3 separate regions of the Sus scrofa genome follow, and regions 1 and 2 are each linked to region 3. The links are chromatin contacts, called in public HiChIP or PLAC-seq maps. All regions are on one chromosome and are shown on one strand. Each heading gives the region's core, a stretch centred on a gene start, on an enhancer-like site or on the middle of the called end of the contact. The rest is flanking DNA. Distances are from core to core; before and after follow the strand shown.

Region 1 (4,360 bases), core at 29-2,528, 140 kb before region 3:
TTCGGGGCTATACAAAGTCCCTTTTGTTCCCCTTCCTCCTGAGCCGGTCACATGTGTCTCTTGGCCTGGGGTTGTCAAACATGCCTTTGGCTGAGGCCAAGGGGAAGGCCAGGGTGGACATCCATGACTGGCCATTGAGAACTTCCGTCAGTTCTGTCCCTGCTGGGCTTGAACTGAGGGGGCCACACTTCCATGAGGTTGCTTGGATACCACCCTCAGTTTTTTGATTGGCTCTCCCCTGAATGAAGCTTGTGCTTCCACTGCCCTGGGAAAAACCTTAATTCTTGGCTAGAGCTTTTCATGGTGTGGTCACCCTCTGAATTGTAAGGCCACCTGCTCTGGTGCAGCATATCTAAGTGGCAGAATGACTGCAAGTTGTCCTTGGGAAGGAATAGACACAATGAAAGGAATCCAGCCACACTGGCCTGCGTTGCCCTCTGGAAGTGGCTCTTTTCTTTAATTACACCTAGTTAGACCTGCAGGATTTTAAAGTGGTGAATGATTTTATACTGTACCTAATGGAAGTCTCACTGATCATTCCTTGTTTATTTTCTAAAGATCTATTTTGAGGAATCTTATAACTGATTTCGGAGAAGATGATTTCCAAGGTAGATAACTAATAAATGGGTCTCATGTCCATGAAGGGTTAGTACTAAGATACTAGCTGAAAAGCAGCGAAGCATGATTTGGACACAGTAGCCCCAGTGGGTACAGACAGCATGGCATGTAGCATGGCTTTGTGGTCTGTATTGCTTTCTTTGTCCTAGGCCTCTGATGGGCCCAGTGGGAGGCCTGGTGACAGGTGACTGTGCCTTCAGGAATAGGGCGGTCTAATGCATGAATTGGAAGATATCATCACAGCTTTCCTCAGCTGCAGGAGTCTTTTCAGAACTTGGGGTCTATTCCTTTTGACAAGGCTGCTTATTTCCTACTTAGCGTCTTTTAAAAACAAGCCTTGTTTTTCTTGGAAACGATATTGTAGCTTGAATTTTCTGAATTTGACAGATTTTCTTAAGTGCCTTTAAAACATGGAGTTGCCAAAAAAGAATGCTTGGATTGCTGGCTTCCCTTCAGAGGATGTAAATTGAGCTTTTAGGCTTTGAAGTTTCTGAGGAAGGTTGTCTTTGTGACATAATGGGAAAAGCTGTGGGTAGGGGGGTCAGCCAGGATGGCAAGCCTGTGCTGCCAACTGGTGCCTGACCTTGGACAAGTCATTCCAGGCTCTGGGCATCAGGTTCACTGCAGTAAGCACTGGGCCTATGATAGCTGGGCTCTCCTGAAAGGGCCAATATCAGAGAGGGATCCTCTGCATTCTGGACTTTAAAGTTGGTTATCACAACTCTATTGATCCATAAAGATGCATGTTGTGTCATCTGTTGCTTGGCTTCTGGCCCAGCTCTGGGACAAGGGAGAGGGACGAAATCTTTGGCTCAGGATCCAGGTTTGGAGATGGAATTGGGAAATGTGAACACAAAGGCCGGCTGTGAGAACTGCCACTTGGCAAAATGGCAAGTCAGCGTGAAATGTAAAGGCTGGGTGATAAATGGTCTTGGACCCTGCTTTCCTGTCACCTGCCTCCCTTCCTTCTGGATTCCTGGTAACAACTTTGAGGCTAATCTTTGCATTTTAGGTGTCATTAAGCCTAGAGGAGAGTTGGAGGAAAACAGTTTTGTAAAGCTCGGGTAGTTTTCACTTTACAGCTTTGTTTGCTGTCTTGTAAGCTGTTTCTCTATTAGCTGCCTGCTCTTCCAAGGCCACATGCTTCATACCTTAAGACCTGGCCACATTCATCGAGAATGCCTGGATTTACGTGGCCAGTTTTGGAGCTCTGCTGAAACAGAGTTGAAAAATTCCCTCGGTAGTCATTTAAAGAGTTTTATTTTTATTAATTTCAGAAGTAATGTGTTTACTGTAGATAATCTGTGAGGTGTGGAAAAAAAAAAGTAAAAATTACCCACTTGGAGGAGTTCCCATTGTTGCGTAGTGGAAACAAATCCGACTGGGAACCTTGAGGTTGCGGGTTCGATCCTTGGCCTCGCTGAGTGGGTTAAGAATCCTGCGTTGCCATGAGCAGTGGTGTAGGTTGCAGACGCAGCTCGGATCTGGCGTTGCTGTGGCTGTGGTGTAGACCGGCAGCTGTAGCTCCGATTAGACCCCTGACCTGGGAACATCCATATGCCGTGGGTGTGGCATTAAAAAGCAAAAACAAAACAAAACAACAACAACAAAATCACCCACTTGGAGTGAAACAAACAAACATGCTGACCTTCCTCAGAATGACCCTGAATTCTATGCGTGTAGCTTTGAGATCTGAACTAACCGTCCCCAGGCACCTGGCATCATCAAGGACCTATGGCATATCTTGATGTAACATATGGTTGGTATTTATCCTGTTCTGAACTTGAGTCCTCCACTTACTGCAATATAGAACACTGATGTTGTCTACTTAACCCCAAAGTGCTTTTTTGACATCCAGAGTTTTCTTAAGTAACTAGTGGATTTACTTATGCCACCACCTTCTAAAGGTCAGTAGGCAAGTGATTTTCTGGCTGTGGACTGAGAAGGAAAACACAGTGCCCACCCTCCCCCTTTGCTTTTCCCTTCCTGGAAATTCCCAGGCTTCCTAGTGGCCATTCGGGTGCCCTTGGCCCTGCTCTGTGGAGCTCCCATAGCGTGCCCTGCCCATTTCCTCTCCTGGCTCTTCTCCATCTGAGGTCTTTCTAGAAGTTTTTTCCTGTTCCGAATTTATTTTCCTCTTTTATTGGCCCCTTCCCCTCCTCCTCTGTCCTGTGAGCTCTTTGTCTGAAGGCGTGGTAGAGTAAGAAAGCCTCACTTGGCTTCTAGAAGTAGGTGGCTGTCCTATGGTGGGGCTCACACCACTTCCCCAGTTGTTCTCTCTCTTGACAACCCTCCCTTTGATTTGTAGTTGTCAGCCAACTGTACAGTATCTAAGACTTGAGAATCTGAATTGGGGAAAATGAGTACCTGGGCTTTGTTGCCACATCTGCCTGTTGTCTGATAATTACAATTTTGAGCCTTTATTTATCCATCACTATAACTCATTGTGTGTAAAGCTTGTGAAGGAATTGTGTAAAGTTGTAAATTTGCAGGGATTTTCTGTATTCCAACTGTTCTTTCTTTCCTGGCAGACAAGGTAGTAGTTGAAGATTTTATGTTTTTGCTTAATTCTGATAGTCCTGCAAGTAAATGGAGATAGGTCCCTTGTTTAGGAATTGGAAGACTTAACATAAAGATATACCCTCCCCTCAAAAGACAATCTTTTCAGCAAGTGGTGCTGGGAAAATTGGACAGCCGTATGTAAATCAGTGAAACTGGAACACACCCCACACCATGCACAAAAATAAACTAAAAATGGCTTAAAAACTTAAACATAAGACACCATCAAACTCCTAGAGGCAAAACATTCTCTGACATCAACCTTACAAATATTTGCTCAGGTTACTTTCCTAAGGCAACAGAAATAAAAGCAAAAATAAACCAATTGGAACTAATCACTCTGACAAGCTTTTTCATAGCAAAGGAAACTATAAAAAAAGAGAACTTACAGAATGGGAGAAAATAGTTTCAAATGATGCAACAGACAAGAACTTAATCTCTAAAATATATAAACAACTTACACAACTCAACAACAAAAGAGCCAACAACCCAGCTGAAAACTGGGCAAAAGGCCTGAATAGACATTTCTCCAAAGAAGATATACAGATGGCCAACAGGCACATGAAAAAATGCTCAACATCACTGATCATTAGAGAAATGCAAATCGAAACTACTATAAGGTACTACCTCACACCTGTCAGAATGGCCATCATTAATAAGTCCACAAATAACAAATGCTAGAGGGGGTGAGGAGAAAAGGGAACCCTCCTAACACTGTTGGTGGGAATGTAAATTGGGTACAACCAGTGTGGAAAACAGCATGGGAGGTACCTCAGAAAACTAAATATAGAATTATCATATGACCCAGCAATCCCACTCTTGGGTATATATCCAGACAAAACTTTCCTTGAAAAGGACACATGCACTCGTATGTTCATTGCAGCACTATTCACAATAGCCAAGACATGGAAACAACCTAAATGTCCATTTACAGATGCTTGGATTAGGAAGATGTGGTATATATACACAATGGAATACTATTCAGCCATAAAAAGGAACAAAATAATGCCATTTGTAGCAACATGGCTGGAACTAGAGACTCTGATACTAAGTGAATTAAGTCAGAGAAAGCTAAACACTATATGATATCACTTATATCTGGAATCTAATATATGGCACAGATGAACCTTTCCACAGCAAAGAAACTCACAGACTTGGAGAACAGACGTGTGTTTGCCAAGGG
Region 2 (4,150 bases), core at 494-2,993, 190 kb before region 3:
CTTCAGATGCTTTAAGGCGGGAGCAGATGACTATGCAGAGAAGCTGGGCCCTATCTTCCGCGGGGGTCCAGCCTTACTGGCAGAAGAGCCTCTGCAAATGACCTGCCTTCCTGGGAGAGTGGTTCTGCCTAGGGAAGGATCCTGCTGGCATGAGGGTGTGGGATCTGGAGGGGCAGGAGGCTGCCTGGTTTGTGTTGGCACTTTGACCGTCTCTAGATAAGGCCACAACAGGCTGAGGGACTTGACAGAAGGAAAGTGTGAGGGGAAGTGTAAAGGCAGATGCTTACCTGCACTCCTGTGGGGACCACTTGTGAGGTGGAGGAGCCCTGGGTGGGCTGCAGGGAGGGTGGCCACATCACAGTTTGTCCCTTCTCTGCCCACCTGAGCTGGTCTCTGTCAGTTGTCAGCACTGACTTGGCACACGTGGGACAGAGTCCCTGTTGTTCTCCTCTGCCCCATGGCCTGTGGGGATTCGAGCTCCTTGTCCTGGTGTAAAGAGCCATAGTGGGGAGGCAGCTTGGCCAGAAAGCTGGTAAAGGTCTTCCTCAAGTGATGGTGACGTGACAGGTCTGACTTGCTGCTCTTCCCTGACAGTTGCTGGCCTTGGCTTGTTTCTTGGGCTTTGGAAACCTCACGAGAGGCAACAATGGAGTCTTTTATTCCTGGCAGCTCCCGGACCAGCTCTGTTAGGGCTGTGCTGTCCTCGCTGCTGGCCAGGGGCTCCTGTGGGGATGGTGACTGGGGACAAAGCTTGCTCTTGTGCCTGGGCCCCTTTCCTCTCTCTCTCCAAGTTGAGGATTAGGCAGGGTCACCCTCCACGCCTCCTCTCATTCCTTGAGATGGGAATTAGAACTGGCAAGTTTGCAGTCTGTGTCACCTTGGGGACCTCGGTCCTTCTGTGATTCTCATTTCTCCTTCTGAGCTGGACCTAATGAGTAATGGCACATGGATTAAAGTCAATAAAGAGCCATGCCTGGCTGGTCCTGGGTTTTCTGTACCATTCCTAGAGGGTCTCCCAGACCTCTCAGTGGGGGAGGGTTTCCATACGATGAAGAAATGGGAGTTTGATGCAGGGTTGAGGGGTCTTGTCACATCCCCGGACCTATTCAGCCAGGCAGTTTCTCATTGTCCCCTTCTCCTATTGCAACTGCTTAGTGACAAGTGGACATGAGGCGAGGCCATAGTTTGAAACCCGCTCCCAGGGGTCTGCTCATCACATGGCACATGTTTGGAAACCAGTGAGTCTGGTTTAAAAAAAAAAAAAATTAAAATGGAGATCAATCGATCTGCTCTTTCTACCTTTCCAGGGAAGAAACATAAGGTGACAAAATAGGAATGCATTTCATTCCAAAAGAGGAAGTATTTTCTAACTCAGTAATGGCATACCTTTACACGATTTCTCAAGCCTGGCATATCCTGGGAGATGAATTTTCAGCCGCGGGAAGTTAATTGGAGTTGGAGGTGGGGGTGCGTGTGCACATATGTGGGTGTGTGTGAGCGCACATGCTGGGCAAGTTGAGTATGAATGTCTCTGTAGCAGGTTGACAGTAAGATCATGATCTGATTCATACTGGTGGTGGGGGCCCTTAGTGCAGTGGAACGTGCAGGCCTGTCCCTGGCTGCAGGTTGAGTCTTAGGAGATGTCCTTTGGGGGACAGGACTGAGTTCACTCTTCTCCTCCCTGTGATTCTGTCCCAGGCATGTGTCCTCCAGATTACAGTTGGCCTGGGGCCATTTAGCTGTCTCTGCTTTGGACTAAGCAGAGAGGCCACTGCATTGTGACTCATCGGGGGTTTTTTCCCTGCCTGAGAGATGTTTTCCTTGAATTTTCTTGAAACAATTTAAGACAATTTAAAAAGAGGAAATTACTAGAAAGACAGCAGGTGACCCATGCTTCTCATTCTCTCCCTCTGGTCTGACCCAGGGCCTCAGGTCATTGGGTTTTGAGCAGAGTTGTAGCCCCACGTGCCTGCCCATGTGCTGTAACTGTTGGGTAATGTGTCTTTGTCCATTATTTGGGTTGCTGTAACTGTACCACAAACCAGGCGGCTGATAAACAATAGAAATTTGTATCACTGTTCTGGAGGCTAGGAAGTCCAAGATCAAGGCACCGACAGATTCCTGTGTCTGGTAGGAGCCACTTCCTGGTGCATAGACAGATGGCTATCGTTTTGCTGTGCCCTCCCATGGTAGAAAGAGCTCTGGACTTACCTGTGGTTCCTTTTATAAGGGTGTTAATGCCATTCATGAAGGCTCCATCCTCATGACCCAACCATCTCCCAAATGCCCTGCCTCCTAATACTTCCCCCTAGGGGTTACGATTTGAACCTAGGAATTTTGGGGGAACATAAGCATTCATTCTGTGGCAGACAGTGATTCCTATTGGCTGTTTCCATCAAAGGTCACTAATATTAGGACCCAATCTTGTATTTCTAAGATCACCAAGGGGAAGAAGATTGTAGCAGCTAGCAGTGTGTCCTGGTGGGTTTGAGCCTCAGGAAGCCTTAGATGCATTCACATGGTACCCGGACCCGGACAGCGTGCTGGTTGTGTGCAGAGGGCCGCTGGTGTTGTTTAACCATAGCATGTCATTGGAGGAAGACTGGACATAGGATACTGGGCCTTGGGACAGGACTGTCTTTAAGTCAGCCCTTTTAAGGAAAGAAAGAAAAAGAATCCTTGGAGTTCCCGTCTTGGCTCAGTGGAAATGAATCTGACTAGCATCCATGAGAACACAGGTTCGATCCCTGGCCTTGCTTAGTGGGTAACGATTGGGATTGCCATGAGCTGTGGTGTAGGTCGCAGACGCTGCTTGGATCTGGCATTGTTGTGGGTGTGCTGTAGGCTGGCGGCTGCTACAGCTCTAGCCTGGGAAACTTCATATGCCGCAGGCGCAGCCCTTTAAAAAAAAAAAAAATCTCATGTTTATTTCAGGCTATCTTGATGCAGTGTTGTTGAAACAGAACAGAGAAGTACACAAATGATAAACATGCACCTTGATGCATTTTCATAGACTGAGCACACCTGTGTAACCTGTGTTAGGATCAGGAAAGGGCAGGGCCAGAACCCCAGATACTCCTGGCAGGGACCCTGCCTCTTCCTCGTAATCACTGTCCTGACTTAACTTTTCCTGTCTTTGAATAGGCTAAAAACAGACATCTCAAGTGTGTCCTTGTTTCTGGTTTCTTTTGTTCAGCCTGATGGTTGTAAGATGCTTCCACACTGTCAGGTGAGGTGTAGGCCTGTCCTTCTCCTTGTTGGCTGGTGTTTATTCCTTTTATTCATAGCATCTATCCTTCTGTCCATGGACATTTTGGTGGTTTCCAGATTTTTGGCTCTTATAAACAAGCTGATGGGAATATTCTTTTTTTTTTTTTTTTTTGTCTTTTTAGCTATTTCTTGGGCCGCTCCCGCGGCATATGGAGGTTCCCGGGCTAGGGATCTAATTGGAGCTGGAGCCACTGGCCTACGCCAGAGCCACAGCAACGTGGGATCCGAGCCACGTCTGCAACCTACACCACAGCTCACGGCAATGCTGGATCATTAACCCACTGAGCAAGGGCAGGGACCGAACGCGCAACCTCATGGTTCTTAGTCGGATTTGTTAACCACTGTGCCACGACGGGAACTCCTGATGGGAATATTCTTGTACGTGCATTTTGACATGGCCAGATTTATACCAAGGAGCGAGAGTTCAGATATACTTTTTCCAGGGCATTCATTTACTGAGTAAATTGTTCTGGGGATCCGTTGTGGGCCAGACTCTGCACCAGTGCTGAACTGACAGCAGGGATCAAGAGGAACAAGGCCTAGTGGGGTGGGGGAAGCTTTGAGTTGGAGTCAAGGGCAGCTATTTTGGATGGGTCTCTAAAGAGGTGACATTTAAGCTAGACTTGAAGGATGAAAGCCTGCCTTCCAGGTGAGCCACCTGGGCCAGAGCGCTCCATGCAGAGGGAAGAACTCGGGCCGAAGCTCTGGTGGAAATTACTGCTGGCTCACGGTTGTCTGGTCAGCACAGAAAAGTCCAAATGTTGGATAGATCATGTCCAAGCTGATGAGGTAATGGCCTGAGACACTCTGTAGGAGTCAGGAGAGGGAGGATTGTTTTATGTTTGGTTTTTAAATGAGGGTTAAAGGAGCACCATTGTGG
Region 3 (4,258 bases), core at 597-3,096:
CCAAGTCAAACAACAGTCCTGGCTCCCTCTGCCTCCCTGAAAGAGCACTGGAGAGACACTCTTAGGTGAGTGCTCTCTTGGGTTTTCTGGTCTCCTCACCCTGGTTACAGAAGTGGGGATGGGGAGTTGGTGTGATCATCTTGGTGTTTTTCCAAGGGGCTGTTGGACACGTAGGAAAACCTCTTCAGCTGTGTTTGCTTACTGTTTTCTCCAGGCTTTTTAGCTGGAGCTCTTACAAACTGTTGATGTGGGAGACGAGGAGAGCCTCTCCAGTCAGACTCTCACTTCTGGCATCTCACCAGCGGGGAGGTGAGATGACTGAGGAAGGCCTGTGATGCCCTGATAAAGCTGGACTGGAGATGAGGCCAAAATGGGAAGCCTGCCTTCTCTCCTCCTGGCCCTTCCTTAAAGACACCTGCCTCTCAGTGACTGGTGGACATGGTGTAACTTCCCAGATGGTGACCATCACCTGTGTGTGCCTGGTGGGCTCTGTATGGCGTCTGAATGGGCAAGGAGAGCCCCAGGGTACCTGAGCACACACGCCCAGGAGACCGAGACAGAGGGCGAGACTCTGGCTCTTGCTTTCAGGGCATCTTTGCATAGATGTGACCCAGTCATGAAGTGGTCTTACTTGTCAGATGAGCTTTCCTGCTTCCTGCCTTACACAGGAGCAGGTCAGGGGTAGAGAGAAGAGGAGGCTCTTTCCAGGGCTTTTATTAGAGAGCAGAATTGTTCACAGGGGAGTGAGATATACACACAGATGAATGATAGCTTTTAGATAGGCCCACACTTTACGCTGACATGCAGTTATGTGATGCATGCTGTTACCAAACAGAGCTGTATTTTGCCTGCTGAGAGAGAAACAGACCTAGAGAAGGAGTCAGGACAGCCATTGTCCTGGGTCCAGTCTTCCGATGGGTGAGAATGGAGTTAGGGGCTGGAGGGGGAGGACAGGAGTGGTGGGTAGCTTTTATTCTCCACTGAGGTGTGGTGGCCTGGTCCTGTTGTCCTGCCAGCTGAACACCATGCCTCTGATGTATAGCAGAGTGTGCAGAGCCAGTGGCACCTCAAGTATGTGGCTCCTGGGCAGGTGGCTTCTTGGCAAGCCCTAAGGCAAGGGCCTATTGTGATGCCGGCTCTGCCGCAGAGTGGGGATTCCCCCCTCCCCCCCACCTTGGGCTCTTGGATAGAGGGAATTTAACTAACATCCAAGAGAAACAGCCTAAGTTCTAGGAGTTTGCTGATCCACGAAAATATTCTCCTTCACAGTTCATCCCAAGATAGTTCTGCCTCTAGAAAAATCATGTTGTATGGTTTGAATAAGGATGAACACAGGAACTGTATAGTGAATAGGGTTACTAGAAGGTGAGCTCTAACTAGGCAGGAATCTTGTCTGACTTTGCTCCCTAATGCCTGTGATAGTATCAAGTATATGATAGATGCCAAAAAAAACAATCAGATGAATTTTGCAGCTCAGGTGGTGGCTGAATATGCTAGATGTCTTCCAATGTTTCTCCAGCCACCATGACTAACAAATGATAACAACAAATCTTGACCCAGCTCTTTTTCTGTGCCTTGGACACATATGAACTTCTTTGGTTCTCTGGCAGTCTTAGAGGTAGATTTTTTTATTGTCCCCTATTGTAGAGGGGAGGAGACTGAGGCAGATGGCACTTAAGTGACCAGCTCAGGGCGGCAGCTGGTCAGGCAGGGGTGGGGTGGGAGCATTTCATGGCCCTTACTTACCAGGGCAGAGAGCCAAGGGGTGGTTGCTCAGCCTGGCCAATGGTGGGTGTTTCTTGTGGAGAGGAGGAGGTATTGGCTGAGTTGGGCTTGTTTGTTCCAGAGAGGACTGGGTGAGCCTGGGCAGCTTGCGCCACTGCCATCACACTGGGCTGTTTTCAGTTCCCTGGGACTGAAAAGTGTTTACTTGAAATGGAGAGAATGTCTGGGTTTCACCACTGGTTCCACAGGCTCATCTTCCACAGTGAAGGGCACAGAGGGTTCTTGCCTTGGTCCAGGCGACCTTCACACATACAATCAGGGCCAGAATGGTCACAGTGAGAAGAGATTATAAAAAGGAAAGTAATGGACGTTTTATGCATTTATACCCTGTCTTTTAGCCAAAAATGAACACAGACTTAAGGTCTAATCAGATAGCATACATCCAAACTAGGGCAGAGGGAGGACCAAGAATAGGATCATAAAATAGAGGAGGATTGGAGAATAACAGCCCTGCAAGAAACGGTACACACGTTCAGCCAAACTGGAAGAGAGGAAGGCTGGTCAGCTCCCCTAGGCACCCAGTCTGGAGGGGAAGGAATTAGCAGGAGGGGTGAGGGCACAGACACGGGGACCTGAGTGGCCAGTTGTAGTCAGGTTCAGTGCTGTGTTGACCTGAGAACATCACAGTGAAGAGGGAATGTCAAGTTCGATCATGACGAGTTGTCAGAATTCCATGATTTTCTTAGTGCTTGAGCAGATCTGCGGTGAGACATCAACACCGCTGTTGATTACATGCCCATCTTTCACCGACATCTCTAGGTTGCTTTGTGCTTTAATCCTACTTTCTTTTTGCTGTAAGTCAGGACCTTGATTCCAACAAATGTCTGTCTGTTCTGCAGACTCTCACTTTTAAGAGCAGTTGTTAGAAACAGCTGTGGCTGTGGGATGATAAAGAATCCGCCACCCACTTTGGTCTCAGACCTCACTGAGGTTTTCCTATGTGGGCAGTCCTTTTGCGTGATAGTAATAGAAGTAACTTGACTTATAATTTTGTCGTTTATAATGCATTTTTATGTACATAATTTGCATTTTTAAAGAGACATTCCCATGCAGGAAATTGTCAGTCTTGCTTTATGCTTCATGTTTGGGAACACTGTGTCATAATAAAACAGAGAGCCAAGAATAAGAAGCCTTGTAGTTTTTGACCACTGTGCAGAGCTCTTTGAGAGTGGCCGATTTGCTTTTTCTTGTCTTTTTGCGTAATGTGTTCCCTTGTAGTGCTATTGTTGCTTTTTGCAGTGGTTGTTTTGAAATAGTAAAAAACTTGAACACGAACTTTATAACGAATCTCTGGCATCCTTTGTTGTGTTGAACGTCTTCCCTCAAGTGAGGGTAGTGGCCTCTCTTTTGAGATGCCCAGAGGAGACAAGGGGAGGAGTTGGCCAAGCATCGTGTGTCTGCTGGGGGGCTCCTTTCAAGGGAATTGGTTGCTTCCTGCTCTCTGAGGAGCAGAGAGAGAGCCTCTAAGGTGTGGACGGGCTAGGACTGAACCTGGACCACAACTTCCTAGTCCAGCAGCCTTTGCTTGAACCAAAGCTTGCCCACTCCTCCACTCTCCTCTTGCACACACCTGGGCAGCAGCAGGTATGGTAAGGCACCTGGGACTGTGCCTGGTGCCAAAATAAGGAGGAAACCACACCTGGGTAGATGCTACGTCGATGCAGAGTTTGCGGCAACCACATGGTAAATACCCTCTGGATAACGAGCCTTCAAAGCATCATCAGAACCACCTCCTGTTCCTTTGCCCCCTCCAGCAGGCCCCTGGACCTGCCATGCCAGCCCTTCTCCTCATCTGCCTCATGAACCCACTGCTCTGGCCTCACCTTCCATTCATCTCTAATCCTTTGCCACAGAGCTCCAAGCTGCCATCTAGGTGCCCATCTTCCTGCACCTTGATTAGCATTTAGCACAGGCAGTGCCTCCTCCTGCTGGATGCAATTCCCTCTGGCCCCAGCTTCTCTCCATGCCCCTCCCTCCCCTGCCACTAGGCCCCCTTGCAGGTTCCTCCTCATCCTGATTCTAGAACATTGTTCCAGGATTTAGACCTCAGGTCTCCTCTCTCTTGCTCATTCCCTAGATGATCTTTCTAGCCCCAAGGATTTGAGGATGACGACACCCCCCCCCCCCCCGCCCCCACCGTTGTATCTCCAGTTTTGCACTGACTCTGCCCCACCTCTCACTGAATCATCCCGAAGAAATTCATTAGTGGCTTTTCACCCCAAACCAATGCCTCCAGCAGCTACCCTGCCCCCCACCCTCAGTCATTGGCTTCTTGTTTTTCTGGTTGTTTTGGATAGACACGTTCCTTCACTGTCATGCTGTTGGTGCTTCTCTTCTCGCCTGCCTCCCACCTTTCTAGGCTTCATTCCTTGATGCCGCACCCGCAGGCTCTGTCCTGCAGTCTCTCTGTTCCTCCCTGGGGGCTTTTCTCCTCCCTCCCCTGTGTCTTCTTCGTCCTGAGCTCCAGTGTGGA

What was found. HiChIP or PLAC-seq counts read pairs in DNA pulled down with a chosen protein or histone mark.
Region 1: a contact with region 3 is called in an H3K27ac HiChIP or PLAC-seq map of skeletal muscle. The contact joins two enhancer-like sites. A contact is called at or near these places in 2 of 47 Hi-C or Micro-C datasets (both in liver) and 1 of 2 datasets of contacts at active chromatin or transcription factors (skeletal muscle).
Region 2: an H3K27ac HiChIP or PLAC-seq map of skeletal muscle shows a contact between it and region 3, with 3 times the contacts expected there. The contact joins two enhancer-like sites. A contact is called at or near these places in 1 of 47 Hi-C or Micro-C datasets (skeletal muscle) and 1 of 2 datasets of contacts at active chromatin or transcription factors (skeletal muscle).

The regions. Positions count from the first base shown.
Region 1 is chr1:109,557,884-109,562,243 of Sscrofa11.1, reverse strand. The region is part of intron 2 of TLN2 (talin-2); the gene reads left to right. Among named protein-coding and RNA genes, the nearest start is that of TLN2, 120 kb to the left of the region's middle. Within about 2 kb of position 1,278, at least 14 of the 83 cell types and tissues checked have an H3K27ac peak or open chromatin away from gene starts, as enhancers often do. A contact at or near this core is called in skeletal muscle, where this site is marked.
Region 2 is chr1:109,600,579-109,604,728 of Sscrofa11.1, reverse strand. All of the region lies in intron 1 of TLN2 (talin-2), which reads left to right. Among named protein-coding and RNA genes, the nearest start is that of TLN2, 78 kb to the left of the region's middle. Within about 2 kb of position 1,743, at least 16 of the 83 cell types and tissues checked have an H3K27ac peak or open chromatin away from gene starts, as enhancers often do. A contact at or near this core is called in skeletal muscle, where this site is marked.
Region 3 is chr1:109,413,954-109,418,211 of Sscrofa11.1, reverse strand. All of the region lies in intron 3 of TLN2 (talin-2), which reads left to right. Among named protein-coding and RNA genes, the nearest start is that of MIR190A, 190 kb to the right of the region's middle. Within about 2 kb of position 1,846, at least 29 of the 83 cell types and tissues checked have an H3K27ac peak or open chromatin away from gene starts, as enhancers often do. A contact at or near this core is called in skeletal muscle, where this site is marked.